2 separate regions of the Pan troglodytes genome follow, and region 1 is linked to region 2. A link is a contact called in public HiChIP or PLAC-seq data. All regions are on one chromosome and are shown on one strand. The core of a region is the stretch at or near the end of the contact, and the rest is flanking DNA. Distances in the headings are between cores, read along the strand shown. Region 1 holds the start of ATP6V1C1 (ATPase H+ transporting V1 subunit C1). Region 2 holds the start of AZIN1 (antizyme inhibitor 1).

What was found. HiChIP or PLAC-seq counts read pairs in DNA pulled down with a chosen protein or histone mark.
Region 1: an H3K4me3 HiChIP or PLAC-seq map of stem cell-derived excitatory neurons shows a contact between it and region 2, with 5 times the contacts expected there. The contact joins the promoter of ATP6V1C1 here to the promoter of AZIN1 in region 2. A contact is called at or near these places in 2 of 7 Hi-C or Micro-C datasets (blood and stem cell-derived neural progenitor cells) and 1 of 1 datasets of contacts at active chromatin or transcription factors (stem cell-derived excitatory neurons).

What each region holds. Positions count from the first base shown.
Region 1 is chr7:113,274,983-113,278,473 of NHGRI_mPanTro3-v2.0_pri, reverse strand. ATP6V1C1 (ATPase H+ transporting V1 subunit C1) reads right to left here and starts at 1,837. Exons shown (of 13, transcript XM_001155312.6): 1 at 1,589-1,837.
Region 2 is chr7:113,120,501-113,124,373 of NHGRI_mPanTro3-v2.0_pri, reverse strand. It overlaps AZIN1 (antizyme inhibitor 1), which reads left to right and starts at 2,350. Exons shown (of 12, transcript NM_001301719.1): 1 at 2,350-2,736. It also overlaps the pseudogene LOC104007709.

The sequences.
Region 1 (3,491 bases), core at 588-3,087, 150 kb before region 2:
CCTCAGCCTCCCAAAATGTTGGGATTATAGTCATGAGCCACCCTGCCAGGCCTGGAATGTTCTTTTCACTCACACCTTCACATTCCCTTTTCAGTCTCTTTTCAGATCTCAGGTCAAAAGTCATACCCTCTCAGAGCGAGAGGGTATGAAGAATATAAATAAAATTGTTTTAATCTTTAAAAAGTCATATTCTTAGCAATGCCTTTTTAAAATCTTCCATAATACACATGCCCCTACTACACTCTTTCATACCACTGTTATTCCTTCAAAGCACATTTCACGCTTGCTTGATTTTTAAAATCCATCCCCTCTGCTTGCCTGTAAGCTCTATAAAGACAATTTTCTAAACCCTACCATCAGCACTGTACCTGCATATAGCATGTATTCAATACACATTATTTGCATGAATAAGTAAACGACTACCATTCAAAAGTCCTCGTTACCTGACTCCCAACTTTCTTTCCCACTTCTCCGCAGTGCAATCCACTATAAAAGCTACTTCTGACTCCACCAGAAGCATTCCCTACCCCCATCTTCAGGCTTTCAAATCCTGTGGCTTTCCCTGCCTGTAAAATTATCCCCATTTCTCTCAACCTGTTCAAATCCTGAGGGCTTGCCAAGACTCAAGTTTTCTTTCCTCCAGAATATCTTCCCATAGTGCCAGTTTACACGTGTCGTTGCTCCACACTTTCAAAGCACTTCGCATTCTCTTTTTGGTAATTATACATAAACTACATCGTATTTTAACGTGTCCTGTGTGTAGACTTTTCTCTCCAACATTAGTGCTAACTCCTAAGGATAGACTGTTCACATCCCACCCGTTCCATTCCCAGAGCGGTGCTAAGTACTGGGCTCGCACTGAAGCATGTGATTTTTCCCTAACATACCAGAATTTTCCTCTGAAAAGAATACTAGCTTCCCCCTTACTCCTATTTCTCAAGTGATTCAATATGCCTTATGTGACTCTCACCAAGTTCTTTTCTAGGGGTTTGTTTTGTTTTGTTTTGTTTGCCTACCCTCCCCCATTCTACTAAAAAATAGTTGAGTTCTCTGGATTCCTGTTCTTTCTCATTCCTAGAGGGACCTTGTGTACTCTGTGAGGGTTCCTTGCCTGCAGTTAGGGGCTCCTAGGCCTTTAAACTGTCATCCCACCACCCCCGACCCCCCGACACCCGCGCCCCCCCCCAACACACACCCAGTGAAGGCACTTGCGCTAGCTGTGACCTCACACACACCACTCCATAGCCTCACCTGGACCTGTCACTTCATTCCCCTCAATCAGTCAGGCGGCGTGCATTCCTACCCAAGAAGAAAGATCCCAGACCGCTGTATCTCTCCTTTCTGCCTGTCATTAACTACCCACGAGAGCTCTTTCTCTTTTTCCCTCCTTCTCTTCCTTAGAGACGGAACCTAGGCCCAAGACGGTGAATTGGCGCCGAGAAAGCAGACACAGCCACCCAGCCAGCTCCAGCTCCAACGCCACGGTCTCTGCCCCCGCACCCACCCCCGTCCCTCCCAGGCAGCGACCGCGGCGCAAGCTTCGGCCTGACCAGGACTCCCCATCCGGGGAGAGCCATCGCTCACTGACCCAGGAAGGTGTCAAACGAGGAAGTAGCAGCAGTAACAAGTACGGAGGCAGGCAGCCTAGCGGACGCTATCGGCTCAGCGCTCCATCCCTTCCCGACCTAAGCTCCGGCCTCACGGCTTCCTCTACCCAAGCGAACACAGAACAAGTCACGTGCCAGCCCAGCAGTCAGCTGACCGCGGCGCGCGCTGCTCCGCCTACGCCCGCGCCACTGCGCAGCCGCAGCCGCTGCCACTGCCGGGCCTTGGGAGAGGGGCGGGACTAGGAGGCTACGGGGCGGCAAGGGGCCCCTAGATTCGGGGCTGATTGCTGTTGTTCCAGAGTGGGTGGGGTTTTCCGCTTCTTCCAGTGTTGCAAGTGGCGTTTTGTCCACCACTTGTAAACGTCAGCGCCACTTCAGGTTTCTGCGGGTCAGAAATTGTCTCCAGCCCCCTACAAGGGCTTCTCCACTTGGGGTTTTCTTCGTCAGCTAGGTTTTCTACCTAGTATACTGGCTAGTAGTTCATTTTAGCAGATTCACATTTTCCTGAAGTCCACTTAGACTTAATTTCATAAATGGTCCATGGAGCATTTACTGTGCGCCAAGCACTGCGCTCGTTCTTAGGATTGCCTACTGGAGAGAATCACTCCTTGCCACGAAAGCGCCTCATAAATAGTTGAAACCACATTAGATAGTGGGAAACCAAAGGTTTTAGGACAGAGGCATAGACAGGGGAAGGCATCTCCTTTGGAGAAAAATAGGTAACAAGCTCCTCCCAGGAACCCTGCTTATTTCATTAGCTTGGGGAGATAGATAGTAATGTCCTAATTTAGAACACAGAGTTTTAGAAGTAGTAGAAATTTTGAGATGTTCTAATTTAATCCTTTTAGATCTACAGATGAAGAAAGTGAGGGCACGGAGTTGTTCAGCGCAAGGGAATAGATACCAGGTGTTGAATCCAGGCTCTCCTACTTACTAGTTGTGTGACTTTACTCCTCTGAATTTCAGCCTGTTCACATGCAAAGTGGTGGTAATAATACCTTACACAGGTATTGTGAGGATTAAATGAAGCCTGTGGTTAGCACAGTGCCTGGTACATAGGAAACAACCAGTAAATGGTCGTCATTATTACTATGTATTATAGGACCCAGGTTTTCTGACCTATACTATGCCTTTTCTGCTGTGTCCCCCTACAGAAATTCACCACAGAATTTCTCAGAGCCTCAGTATTAGGTTGGACAGAAAGTAACAACCACCAGACTATCCCCAACCTGACGCTTTCACCAGTTTTGGATGAAGTTCACGCAATTACAATAACCAGTTCTATAACATGGCTTCAGCAACTTATCAGAATTCCAGAGGCTTTTATCTGCCATCACGAAATGAGCCTAAAGGCATTTTTTTTTTTTTGGTTAGGTCCACTAAAACTTTCTGCCATGATGCAAATGTTATCCTGTGCTGTCTGTACAGTACCCACTAGCTACATGGAGCCATTGAGCACTTGAAATATGGTTAGTGTGACTTAGTAACTGAATTTTAAAATTTATTTCACTTTAATTAAAATTTAAATAGCCACACGAGACCAGTGACAACAGCTTTAGACAGTGCAGTTTTAAGGTCTATGCTTGAACTATCTTGGTTTCTTCGTGCTTGTGTGTGGTCCTGAGGCAGACTTTTTGTCTTGGATTCTTAATTTCTAAACTGAATTATACCTCGCGCAACTTTCCAATGTTTTGGGGTTTTTTTTTAGTTTTGGGGGTTTTTTTGAGATGGAGTCTCGCCCTGTCGCCCAGGTTGGAGAGCAGTGGTGCGATCTCAGCTCACTGCAAACTCCACCTCCCGGGTTCAAGCGATTCTTGTGCCTTGCCCTCCTAAGTAGCTGGGACTACAGGCGTGCACCATCACACCCAACTAATTTTTGTATTT
Region 2 (3,873 bases), core at 1,101-3,600:
GGTTTCAAACTACTGGCCTCAAGTGATCCGTCCGCCTCAGCCTCCCAAAGTGCTAGGTCACCACACCATCACTAGGCCACCAAGTGAGCAACCACGCCCGGCCCCCTTAGTACTAAAATAAATAAATAAGTAAACCAAAAGACCCCACAAAACTGCTGTAAGAGTTTCCTTCACTTCCAAACTTTCTACCTCTTTTCAATCCCACCCACTGGTGCCGGAGTAATCTTCTAAAAAACATATTTTTGAGCATATCATGTTCCTGTTTATATGGTTCCAGAATAAAGTCCAAGTTCCAATTTTTTGTTTTTGTTTTTGTGAGACGCAGTTTCACTCTTGTTGCCCAGACTGGAGAGTGCAATGGTGTGATCTCGGCTCACTGCAACTTCCGCCTCCCAGGTTCTAGAGATTCTCCTGCCTCAGCTTCCTGAGTAGCTGGATTACAGCCATGTGCCACCATGCCCAGCTAATTTTGCAGTTTTAGTAGAGCCGGGTTTTCTCCATGTTGGTCAGGCTGGTCTCGAATTCCCGACCTCAGGTAATCCGCCCTCCTCGGCCTCCCAAAGTGCTGGGAATACAGGTGTAAGCCACTGCGCCCAGCCTCCAATGTCTTCTTGATGTCACCCTAATCTACCTTTTCAGTCTCATTTGCAACCATGCCCCTATGCTGGAACCAGAAAGGCTATTCACAATTCTCTAAACCCACCCACTTCTGTGCCTTCTCTCATCCGTTTCCCTTGCCTGGAACACTGGAACATCTACTCTCAAAATCACCAAACAGGCGAGTTTGGTGAAAAAGGAAGCACCTTTGTCTAGAAAGGCTTTTCTCAAAATCACTCTTTACCTTTCCCCAGCAGCCTTTCTCTCACTTAGCTGCAATCATCTCTTCCCTCCACTTGGTCCTTGCAGCATTTTATTTGTATCAGCCAACAATTTATTTTGTATTGCTGTCTTATTTCCCCTGCTAGATTGTAAGCAAGGTTTCAAATACTGTATTCATCTCTAGTTTTTCTTCCTCCACCAGAGAGGGTCTAGTGAATGGCTGTGCTTTCAAATGTTCTGAATAGAACAGAACTTTGAAGAAATAAAAGACAGAGCCAAGATATAGCCGAGCAAAATAAGGAAAAACAAAATCAGGAATGCGTCCACAGCTCCTGATTCTACCGAATACTCTCTCATACAGCCTCGCAAGATATCCTGCTTTTCCACACAGGAAGGTCGCTTTCTTCCTTTCACATTTGATGATTTATTAATCAACCACAGTGCTGCTCAAAGTACACAGAGGGTTCGGAAGAATGAAAGGGAAAAAAGTCAGGGTCTTAATATCAAAGATCTTAACTTTAGAGGGGTGTGTCAACACATATTCCATTTGTGCTATGTGTTGCGAAGCGTAGCAGCACGAGAGAACTCGGGGTCTCTGATCATGATCATTAGTGCTGAGGCATCTAAAAAAGATGAAAATAAATTAAAAGCTATGTAGGTAATCTTAGAACCCCTAGTAAAAAAGTCTGTTGTGGAGTAGAAAAATTAAAACGACCGCGAAAATGAGACCTAGGGGATTGAAGTAATGTGCGCTTGTAACATCAGTAATCCCCTCTCCAACGCGGGTCCTGCTTGGGACTGACTCCACCAATCCTTTTAAAAATGAAGACATAAAAGCCATATTCCTTTAAAAAATTTCCACTGCACCGTATTGCAACGTTCGAGCACTGAGGACATTTTCACGTGGTCACAACCCTTTTTAACACCCGGACACTGGGCCGGTCCTTTCTGGCCACGAGGAACTCGCTTCCCTAAATGAGTACCGCATCACCGAGGGCGGGCGCCTCAGCCCGGGAGGACACTCCCCAGGGTAAACTACAGGCCTCACAAAGCGGAGGGAGCTGGACGCGAAGGCTCGGCAGCGGCGCCGACAGGCTTACCCCAGGCCCACTCTAGGCCGCACAGGGTTCGCGCCACCTCCGGCCCAGGACAGCTCTCAGACGCTGCCAGCGTGGAGCTCGACCCGGCTCACAATGCGCCGGGCCCCGCAGCGTGAGCGCAGGCGCCCGAGAGGCGGCGGGGGTCGGGCGGACGGCGCGCTCCAGCCGAGCCGCCTCCTTCTCCCGGCCCACACCCGCGCGGCCGCCCTTCGCCTGCCGGGGAGCTGCGGGTGGCTGGAGGGCGGGAAGCGACCGGCCAGTCTGCACCTGCATGACCCGGTCGCGCGCCGACCCCTCCCCTCTCTCTCCCGGGCTCAGTCCTCCTTCCTCTTCCGTCCCCCTCCCTTTTCTCCGGGCTGCAACCGGGCTCCGCCCCGCTCGCGCGGCTGCCCGGCCAGCTGTGATGTCACCAGGCCACGCCCCCTAATATAAATACTGGCGTCGCTGGCGCCGCCTTCTCACACTTTCAGGCTCTGATCGCGGCCGCAGTTTTTCCTTTTTTCTTCTGCCGTCGCCTTCTCTGCCTCTTCTCATCCTTTCTCGCTCTGCTGCTCTGCAGTGTGACGAGTCCGAATCCTCTTCCCACCCAGCCCGCGCCTTTCTTCTTTTGCCTGCGCTGTTCTATTTCTCCTTCGGCCGCCGCCGCCACTGCTGCACACAGCTGGTGTCGGTGCCGCGCTTTTACCCCCAAGTCGTTCCCGCAGCCTATGGCCCAGGCCGCCTTGGGTATTTCTGCTCAAGGTAACCACATCCCTCTTTAAAAATTCCGCCGAAAAAGAGAAGACGCTTTACCCGACTCTTTGGGCCGTTATCTCACGTGAGTACCGAGCCGAGGAGCGCGGGAGGGGCCAGGACGCGGGGCTGGCCTTGGGGGGCGGCTGGGGGGCTCCGGCTGGGCCCCGCCGCCCTTAAGACGTCCCCGCAGCGCCCCGCGGCCGGCCGCCTCGAACATGGCGGCGGCGGCATGTGTGGCGGCTGTCTGTGCCCCCGGCGGCGGCGGCGGCGGGGCTGGGCGGCGGGCCGCGCCTCGGGACCTTCGGGCGGCTGCTGGACGCTTGGCGGAGCCGGAGCCACAGCAGTTGGGGCGAGGGGGCGTGTGCCAGTGGGGGAGCGCGCGGGGGTCTCGCCGCCGGGGGTCGCCGTCCCCTCCTGGCGGCGTGCGGCCCCCACCCCTCTCCCGTGGTGCATTGCTGTTTCCGGGGAGGGGGCCCGGCCGCAGCCCTGAGGGGCCGGGGTCCCGCAGCCCCTACCCCGCGGTGCGCCGCCGCCACCTTTGCCTCCCGAAGCCCGGCGGGCGGGCGGCGCTGTGGGCTGCAACGGCTGGGGTCCTGGTTATGAATGGAGCGGGGCGGGCCCCGCGCCGGCCTCTGGTGACAGCTGCGGAGGAAGTCGGATTCCTGGGGGGCGCGGGGAGCGCGGTCCCCCTCTGGTGGAGGAAAGTTGACGCCACTTGGGGCCTGGCGGCGGGGAAGCCCCGGTGTCAGGTAGCCAGCGAGAGGCCTTTGGCCCCTTCTGGAAGCCTCGAGGCTGCTGCTCCGCCCCTGCGGCGCTCCTGATTGGGTCAAGTCGCCTTCACTCACCCCAGTCACCTCCTGGAGCCTGAGGATTAGTCACCATGGCTTCGTTTTTCCGTCCGCGCCATGGTTCCTAGGCAGAAAGAGGGAGATTGGTAGACGGGTGGCTTATCAACTACTGTCTTGACTGCCAACAGTTGGTGGTGGTAACATGTTCTAACCCTTACACGGTATCCTGAATGTGTGTTTCGTAGACAAAGCTGCTGGTTCAGAAATCCGAAACAGTCGGGGACACAGTTTACCGCCTCATGTTTCAGCACATTTAACTGAATTTTGTGGTGGCATCTTGGTTATATTAGTTCTGTGTCCCGTCGTGTTTCTATCGTGAATTCCCAGACTGGGTGGGAATCTAAGGACTCAAAGGAGGGGGAATTGCCTTG